Regions from separate parts of the Mus musculus genome. Here region 1 is linked to region 2. A link is a contact called in public Hi-C data. All regions are on one chromosome and are shown on one strand. The core of a region is the stretch at or near the end of the contact, and the rest is flanking DNA. Distances in the headings are between cores, read along the strand shown. Region 1 overlaps Tox2 (TOX high mobility group box family member 2). Region 2 has its middle 14 kb from the start of Gtsf1l.

Evidence for each region. Hi-C and Micro-C count contacts between places; a contact is called where the count stands out from the background.
Region 1: a contact with region 2 is called in a Hi-C map of pre-pro-B cells, with 3 times the contacts expected there. The contact joins two enhancer-like sites. A contact is called at or near these places in 11 of 39 promoter capture datasets (the 3T3-L1 cell line, the C10 cell line, the HPC-7 cell line and 5 more), 2 of 15 datasets of contacts at CTCF or cohesin (CD8 T cells and large pre-B cells), 16 of 484 Hi-C or Micro-C datasets (B cells, CD8 T cells, DN3 thymocytes and 11 more) and 7 of 115 datasets of contacts at active chromatin or transcription factors (CD8 T cells, SST interneurons, bone marrow-derived macrophages and 3 more).

Annotation. Positions count from the first base shown.
Region 1 is chr2:163,252,634-163,256,978 of GRCm38.p6, forward strand. The region is part of intron 2 of Tox2 (TOX high mobility group box family member 2); the gene reads left to right. Among named protein-coding and RNA genes, the nearest start is that of Tox2, 52 kb to the left of the region's middle. Within about 2 kb of position 1,253, at least 84 of the 459 cell types and tissues checked have an H3K27ac peak or open chromatin away from gene starts, as enhancers often do. A contact at or near this core is called in DN3 thymocytes, the N1E-115 cell line, Th1 cells and 1 more, where this site is marked.
Region 2 is chr2:163,101,684-163,105,628 of GRCm38.p6, forward strand. No RefSeq gene overlaps it. Among named protein-coding and RNA genes, the nearest start is that of Gtsf1l, 14 kb to the left of the region's middle. Within about 2 kb of position 1,733, at least 44 of the 459 cell types and tissues checked have an H3K27ac peak or open chromatin away from gene starts, as enhancers often do. A contact at or near this core is called in DN3 thymocytes, the N1E-115 cell line, Th1 cells and 1 more, where this site is marked.

The sequences.
Region 1 (4,345 bases), core at 3-2,502, 150 kb after region 2:
AACCATTTACCGAAAGAAAATACACAAAAGAAAAACTAAAGCTGCTATTTTTTTTTTTTTCATCTATCTGGCTGACAACAAATCCCAAGGCTTGATGACGCACATTCCCTCAAAGTCCTTCAGGAAAACACATTTTATACATTGTTGTGGAGAGTGTAGACTGGTCCTCATAGCTTTTTATTGGAAGCCTCCTTCCAGTAGGGGGCAGTGGTGGATGCCCAGAATAGGGAAAAAGGCAGAAACTTGGATCTCAAGTTTTTGCCTCATTCAGTTCCCTTTGCCTATATTGTTTTCTTGCTGAGCCTCAGTTTCCCCATTAATAATCAGGAGAGGGTGTTGCATTTGTCCCCTCCCTGCTACGCACACAAAATGGAGTAGAGAAATGACTTGGCAGTTAAAAACCCTTGGTTGCTCTTGCTGAGGATCTCGGGTTCAAGTCCCAGCACCTATGAGGCGGCTCACAACCATCTGTAACTCCAGTTGCAGGGGATTTGATGTCCTTGCCTTCTTATGACAAGGGCACCAGGCACGCATGTGGTGTAAAGCCATACGTGACAGCAAAATATTCACACACACTAAATTAAAAATAATTGATGGGCTTTAACATTTGCTGTGAGCTTCCCAGGGCTTAGGCACTGGAGTCAAAGGTCTGCTTCACACCACACAGCCTTCGTTAGTTAGGCACAGCTGTCCCCCATCTAACAGGTGAGGAAAACGCCTCAGTGGTTGAGGTTTTGTGAAACCAAACCACTTCCCAGTAAATGTACGGGTGGGTAGGCAGGAGGCCTTGCCGCCAGGGTTGAAATCTGAGGCTGTACGCTTAGTCACTCTGGCTTCCGAGTCTGTGTACATTGCAAAGGGCAAAGATGACATGGCTCTTATTGCTTTAATTAAAACTGGGGTGAAGGCTCGAGATTCAGATTAAAATGAAATTGTGTTTCGCCCGCTGCGGTGCTGAGAAGGCAACGGCAGCGATTACGCCCGAGATTACAAACAATCAAAGAGAAAAGGGCTTTTGCAACCATTTCCTGTTGAAGCCACAAGCATCACACTTTAAAAATAATTACGGCTGTGTTATTGGAACATGATTCATGAATTCTGAATAAATATGAGGGGCCTGAAAGGAGAAAAAAAACGGCTTCAAGACCATAGATTTGCTTTGGATCTGATGAAATTTAATGTCATCTCCCAGCTGGAGAGTAAAATGCAGGGAGGAAATAAAACCCCACCCTATGTACAGGGAGAAAATGGAGTGTGTCACGGGGAGCTGATGTGCACACACCCTTCCGAAGCACGGGCTCAGAAAAATGCACGAGTCTCCCAGGCTTCACTGAAGAAAACTGCAGAGAGCTGGTGCTTACATCTCTCCAGTCTTAATTTTGCATTCTGGTGGCTAAAAATACATTTACGTTAAAGCTCTAGATTCCTGCCTGTGTGAGATGTTTCGATAGGAGACATTAGGGGACGTGCTTAGTGGAGGAACTTGGGCGGTATTCATCTCAGCTCCCCATCATAAAGGTATTTCTCATACAATGCAGTCAGTGTTTACAGCCTATAGTTTGTTTCCTTCCAACTATTATGAGCAAAATTGAATCCCAGGGAACATTCACCCTTTCAAAATGGGGTGGGAACGATAAGAGGAGGTGGGGTGGGGTGGGGGAGGGGCTGGCAGTGTGTTGGTAATGTAATTTCAAGGGTTTTCATAAAAATGGAGCCCCTCCCCCTCTCCCAGCCCATCTCAAAATGACTATGCCCTGTAGGGCTTGGCTTTATACTGGAGGAGAGTCAAAGAGCCCCTGGATTTACGTATGTGCTCATTGCAGTGTGCGAGCTTACCCTATGAACAAGAGAAACATGGCCACACATAGCGACCACCTAGAATGGCATTGGGCTCTAAGCTTCTGAAGGCTCGGGAGCCTGAATCTAGTGTCTGTGTAGCCTCTCGCTCTGTGCCATGGGGTGGGTGGTTTGCTCTCTCCCTAATCTTCTATATCTGTGAGTGGGCACCTCTGAGGAACTTTCCAGGTTATCTCTTGTCACCTGGATATTTTCCTCCTCTACCACGTGCCCAGGAATACCCAGAAGGGACAATGTCTGCCCATACTGCTAGCGAGTCCTTTGCTATCTGGTTAAGTCACACCAATTCAGAAGAGACCCGGAGATGAGGTCATCAGTCAGTGGCTTTGAGACTATTGTCAAATCAACTGAGACTGCAGTAAGGAAATGTCGGTGAGACGGGCTCATCGGGGTGCTAACATGAAAAGTGTGGGCTTTGAAAATGTAACCAGCTCTTCCAAGACTCCATGGCATCTTTAAGACATCCCTCAGAGGGATGTGGGTAAGAGTAACTAAGATGCATTGGTACCCAGAGAGCATATTCCTGTGTCTGGCACACAGCGCACAGTAGCTAGAGAAGTGTTAGTCAGGTTCCCATGCTGCTGAGGTTGCGTCTGCCCCGGATGTGTCCGGATCAGGCATCAGAAAGATGAGCCAAGGGAGCGCACTTACTCGGTGAAAATCAGATTAGGGTAGGCGTTGAAATTAGAAAGATTTTCGTGAAATTATCTTGCTTTCAAATGTGCCAAGAAAGTCCCTAGAAAAATCACAAACCTAGTGAAGGATGCCTCCTGATCTTTTCTAGCCCATTGGAGATACGAATCCCTTCCTACCCAGCATCCTCTGCCACGTGATCGCAGCTCACAAGGGCACTTATAGTGGTTCTGCCTTCCATACGTTCCAAGTCTGAGGCTCTGATGGGAAGGAAGGCCCAGGAGTGAGGTTGTGCCTCAGCCAGGCCTGGCCTTACCTTCCTGTCAGTTCCTCAGGAAGGGTAGAGCCTGGTGGGCAGTCTATCCCTTGTGCTCCGGTGGCTTCCCAGTTCTGCACATGTGACCGTGACTGGATTCATTGACCTCTCTTGGTCTCACTTTCTACTGTAAAATGGGAGTGTTAATATCTAGCTTGTAGAGTAGTTAAAGAGACCCACAAAGCAAAGTGGGGTAACTGTGTGCCCACAGTGAGCCCTCTCCTCAGAGAAAGCTAATTTACAGTTTCGACATGAGCAGCAGTGAGGGAGGCAGGGGAGTGTTTGCTCCTCTTTTATGGATGTTTTTGCTAGGACTGTGGCATGGTGACTTATCAAAGCTTATGTTCGGGGTAAACAGAAGTTCAACTCTGAGACCCTTTAGCCAGAATAGTGCCCCAGGCTGCAGAAATACATCTTTTTGCTTCATGGCAAAATCTATGTTTATAAACACCTATGGGCACCTAGCTTGGTGTGAGGAAGTTGGCTTGTAGGACTGGGAAGTTGGGGAACTAGAGAGCTAGGACACTAGGGTGTGGGTCCTACAGAGGAGGCTAAAGCATACTGGGAAGGATGAGGGTGCTCCCCAAACTGGAAAGGATGAGGCAGGTGGTCTGAGAGGCAGTTCTACTTTGCATCTTTCCCATAATAAATGGACTCTGAGGAGCCTGGAGAGGCTCAGGGGCTTTGAGACTTGGCTCTGCCTTACTCTCAACCATCCACTGCGCTGAGACCAGGGTACTGGATACATCTGTGTCATGAGTGACCATTGAGTAGTTTTATCCTTACCCCCAGTAAGCAGTTATTGCAGGACACAACAGTGACATAGCCAAGAAAGGCAGCAGGGACATTTTAAAGTTTATAAATTCCTGTGTATGTGCGCGCGCGCGCACACACACACACACACACACACACACACACACCACAAGTAGAGAAAAGTCAGAAAGTACTGTATTAACACTGGAGGACCCGGTTTACTTAGCCAGTGCTGTGTCAGCTGGTACAACCACTTTAGAAAACCATTTCTCAGTATCAGTGGCTGAAAGTGCAGCCCCATGGGCCAGCATCAGCTCCATGAGTGCATCCGTGAGGTCACCAAAAGGCACATCAAGAATGTCCAGGGCAACGTTTCTCATAAAGGCACAAAGGTGATTAGGCTTGGTGGTACATGGCTGAAATCCCAGCTACTTGGGTGACTGAGGCAGGAGGATAGAAAGCTCAAGGCCAGCCTGGGCATTTTTAAAGAGGAGGTGAGGCTAGGCTGAGAAGGACGAAGGAGTCCTTGTGAGTGGCTGCCACGCAGGAAGTTTTGCTTTGCGACATGAAGTAGCTGTTGTTAAAAGGCCTCCAAGAAAATGTAACTTGAAGGTTCCATCAATCACAAAATCAGAATTAGAAAAGGGTAGAGGGATACTGCTTTGTGAGAGATGACACCCATCTGGCGTGCAGGAGACCCTGGGCTCAGTCCCAGGCAATGTAAAATAAAGAAATAAATAAAATTAAAGCACAAAACTGGCAACAATCCAAACATCTATCATGGGG
Region 2 (3,945 bases), core at 483-2,982:
TGACCTCAATTTGGGAAGCCCGCTGCTGCTACGCATCCATACACCACCAGAGGGCAGCACTTCCCCGGTCTCTACTATGGGCCGGAGATCAGCTCAATAGGGAGGAATTTATTCCTTGGGACTGAAGTCTGGGACACACTTCCCTCCAAAGTTATCTGGGCATTTGACAACTGGAGAGAGAGGGGGAAGAGGGGAGGGGGGGGGAAAGGGGGAGAGAGGGAGAGAGGGAGAAGAGATTTAAACCTACTCCATTAGTGTCTTAGAGGCTGTGGGTGGGCCGAGGTGGCAGCTTGGGGATTTGGACAGCAGACGCTTGACAATTTGGAGAGCAGTGCTCCTGGGAGAAGGGGAGGTGAGCCTAACCAGCGCCCCCCCCCCCGGGGGGGCCTGAGTTCATGGTCTCTGTGTGTGTGCATGACCAACATTAAGTGGGGTGGACAGCTGGCAGTTGGTTTTGGATAAGTACCAGATGTCTTTGTTTTAAAGCCTTTTCCTTATCTATGCATCTCATCTCTGTGTGTGTGAAACACATGGGTGTGTGTGTATGTGACTGTGTGGGTGTGGGCAGGAGAGTGAGGAGGCCAGAGGCAGAGGGCAGACGTTTTTCTCTATCCTTCTTCTCCATATCTTTGAACCCAGGTTCACCAATTTGACTAGGCTGGATGCCCAGTGAACTGCAGGGATCCTCCTGGCTGTGCCTGCGACGTGAGGCACATTCACCACCATGACTGACTCTTGCCATGGGTGGTCATGTTTGCCTGACAAGCACTTCACTGACTGAGCCCGCTAACCCCTTCTCAAGCCCAGGCTGTTGTGTGTTTAGGAGACACATCGCGACAGAGAAGGTACATTTAATATGAAGTTGCAGTTTACAGCAGCTGGCGATACTTCCTACAGGGAGCTAGGTGACTGGGAGGTTTTCACTTTAGGCAGTTGTGCTTGGCCCGAGAGCTGGTGTGTGTGTGTGTGTGTGTGTGTGTGAGAGAGAGAGAGACAGAGACAGAGACAGAGACAGAGACAGAGACAGAGACAGAGACAGAGACAGACAGAGAGAGACACAGAGAGAGACAGACAGAGAGAGACACAGAGAGAGACAGAGAAAGAGAGAGAGAGAGGAATTCACTAGGCACTCAGATTATTTCCAGCATGAATTTCTCTCCCGAGCAAAGGCCCTGAGGTAGGTGTGCGCTTCCTCTGTGCAGGAAAGGGCAAGCCGGGAGCATAGCTGGTTGGCTGGGAGAAAACGGTCAGTGGCCGGAGCTGGGTACAGGTGGGGGCTGGGCACTTCAGAGTATGGAACCGGGGCAAAACGTCTGTGTTATAAAGAGGATCTGCTGTCATGCTATGCTTGAGGCATCGTGGCGCCCAGCTCACAGAATAGAGTGAACCAGATGTGGCAGAACTGGGGGAGGGGCATCTGTGTCGGGGCACAGCTGCTTAAAGACCGAAACTGGCGATACACTGGGCAGATGCAGGACCAGCTGGGCAGATGCAGGACCAGCTGAGGAACATCCTTTTTTTTTTTTTTTTTAAAAAAAACAGGGTGAAAGTTACCGTTTAGTGTCTCTGTCTCTCACTGGAAACAGAGTGCCACTGGAGAACACATTGTTTTCTTTAACTAGGCCATGATGACTAATTATTAAACTCACATCAAAAGGTTACCCTGTGCAGACAGGCAATTAGGTGGAGAGGAGAGCTGGAACCTCGATTCATTCCGAAACCCCGGTAGATAGAACTCGTGTGTGTGGTTTCTGAGCACAATGACTGTGAACATTCTCTTCAACTCAGCTGTCACCACAGGTGTGACACAAAACAGAAAGCTTTGCATCCGTTCCCTGGAGCATCTGGGGCAGTTCGTGGCCCGGCTTGAGATCTCTGCCAGACTGTTTAGGGAGGTATCACTGCCAGGCGAATGATAGGGGCTTGGAACTGGGGAGCTGTTGCTAGGTGTGGCTTTGTCCCATAGCAACCACATCCCATCTGGCCCAGGCCTCTCTAGTTTCCTTGTTCAGTGACATTCATGAGGGCTGGGACATCTGGGTGGCACCTTCAGCTTTCTGGGCTTCAGTTGTTTGTTTTTTGTTTTTGGTCACTTTAGACTTCTCTCGGGGACAGACTCTTTCTACGGGCCATCCCTTCCTTGGACATCTGCTGACTTTAGTTCCTATAGTTCAGACCTCATTGAGAATAAACCTCCTTGTTTCCTTCCCTAAAAGAGTGGCCCAGTGGTTTGATCTGGTGATGTGTGAACCCACCGTGATCCCATATAGGAATGTACGCACACACCAGATTTAACCCTGGATTGTAGCTGGTCTGATGCCTTAGAGGGCCCTGAGGCCCTCAGCTTTGTTTCCTCTCTACGGGACTGGCAAAGGGACAGTCATTGAGTTAGTATCAGGGCCAAAGATGAAATGGAGCTTTCTAAGGGTCAAGTGTATTGCTAGACACTTGGCCAACATGGCCACATTTCCTCCTCCTCTGCCTGTATGAAGTTGTCAGTCACTCCCACCTGAGGAACAGAGAGGCTCAGGCAGTTTCCCAAGGCCACACAGTAAGCAGGGCAGAGATGGCACTGCTGCTCAAGCTGGCCTACTCCTGGCCCGTCGCCAGACTTGCACACTAACCCCCTCTTTTCGTTTAAGGCTCAGTAAGGCCGTCAACAGGCACCAAGTGGTGGGGGCCTCTTTCTGAAAAAAAAAATAAAGTTATGTATTTGTTTATGTGCACATACAAACACACGTGTGTCATGGCATGTTTGGGGAGGCCAGAGGACAGTTTTTGGGAACCCATGCCTGTCTGCTACCAGGTAGGTCCCAGGGACTGGACTTAGGTCATCAAGCTTGGCAGCAGTTGCCTTCCCCCGCTGAGCTATGTCGCTGGCCTGTCAAAGGCTTTTTCAGGAGACAGAATGGAGACTTGGCACCCTCCCTTGGCCCCTTGGCCTTGTTTGGACGGCAAAAGACCTCACTGCTCACATGACAGCATTAGCTTTTCACACACCTCCTGTACCTCCTGCTGCGACCAGGCTCAACGGTGGGATACTTCCGGTGCGGGATACTTCTGGTGCTCACACGGACTCTAGAGTGTCCCGGCGCAGGGTGTTGGCCATGGGCCGCATGTTGCTTCAGTAACCTTGGAAGCACCTGATGTTGCCTTGAGTGCTGGCCTTAGACCTAAGCCAGACTGAAGCCAGGCACACTGGTTCTTTGAGCTAACTGGAGGATGCTTCCTGCCTGCCCTCTGACTCTGGGAAGCTGACTAGTAGCTGGACTAGTCCGGAGACTAGTTTCCTCCACACAGCAGGTGGGTCAGTTACCACATCAGAAGTTGCATTGTCCAGCTGCTGAGTATTCCCAGGCAGAGAACAGTGCTGGGATGGAACAGGAGCCACCGTTGTTGCACGGAAGGCTATTCCTGCAGCATTTCAAAGAAAGCAGAAGGCTCCGTGTAAGTAAAAGACTCTTGCTGTCTAGTAGACCCCCCCTCCAAGAGTGCAAAGATTCCCAGACATGCAAATATAAGTTCGCAGATTATTTTTCAAACCTGACTACTTCCCATCTTTTTCACACCACAGGAGAGAGTTCAGTACTAGCTCAGGATGGAAGCCCCGAGGGCCTTTTACTGTGCGTGCTCATGGGTGTGTGCATGCATGACAGAGGTTGGCCTTGGGATAAAACTGCCAAGCCAATTTCCTAGCAGAAGTAACAGCCTACATCCCAGCAACACATAGGTGAGCATCCAAGAAGCCCAGTGCCCTTGTCAGTACTGGCCATTGCATTCGAGAGCGTCGTGGCAGAGGCTGTGGTCACAGCTGCCCGTGGAGTTGAGGTAGGATGCACTCTAGCCTTACACGTTCAAGGGCAGCTTGGTCATTATGGTAAGATCTTGTCTCAGAAAATCATTCTAATAGACATGGGAGTATTCACCATGGCTTTTATTTGAGTT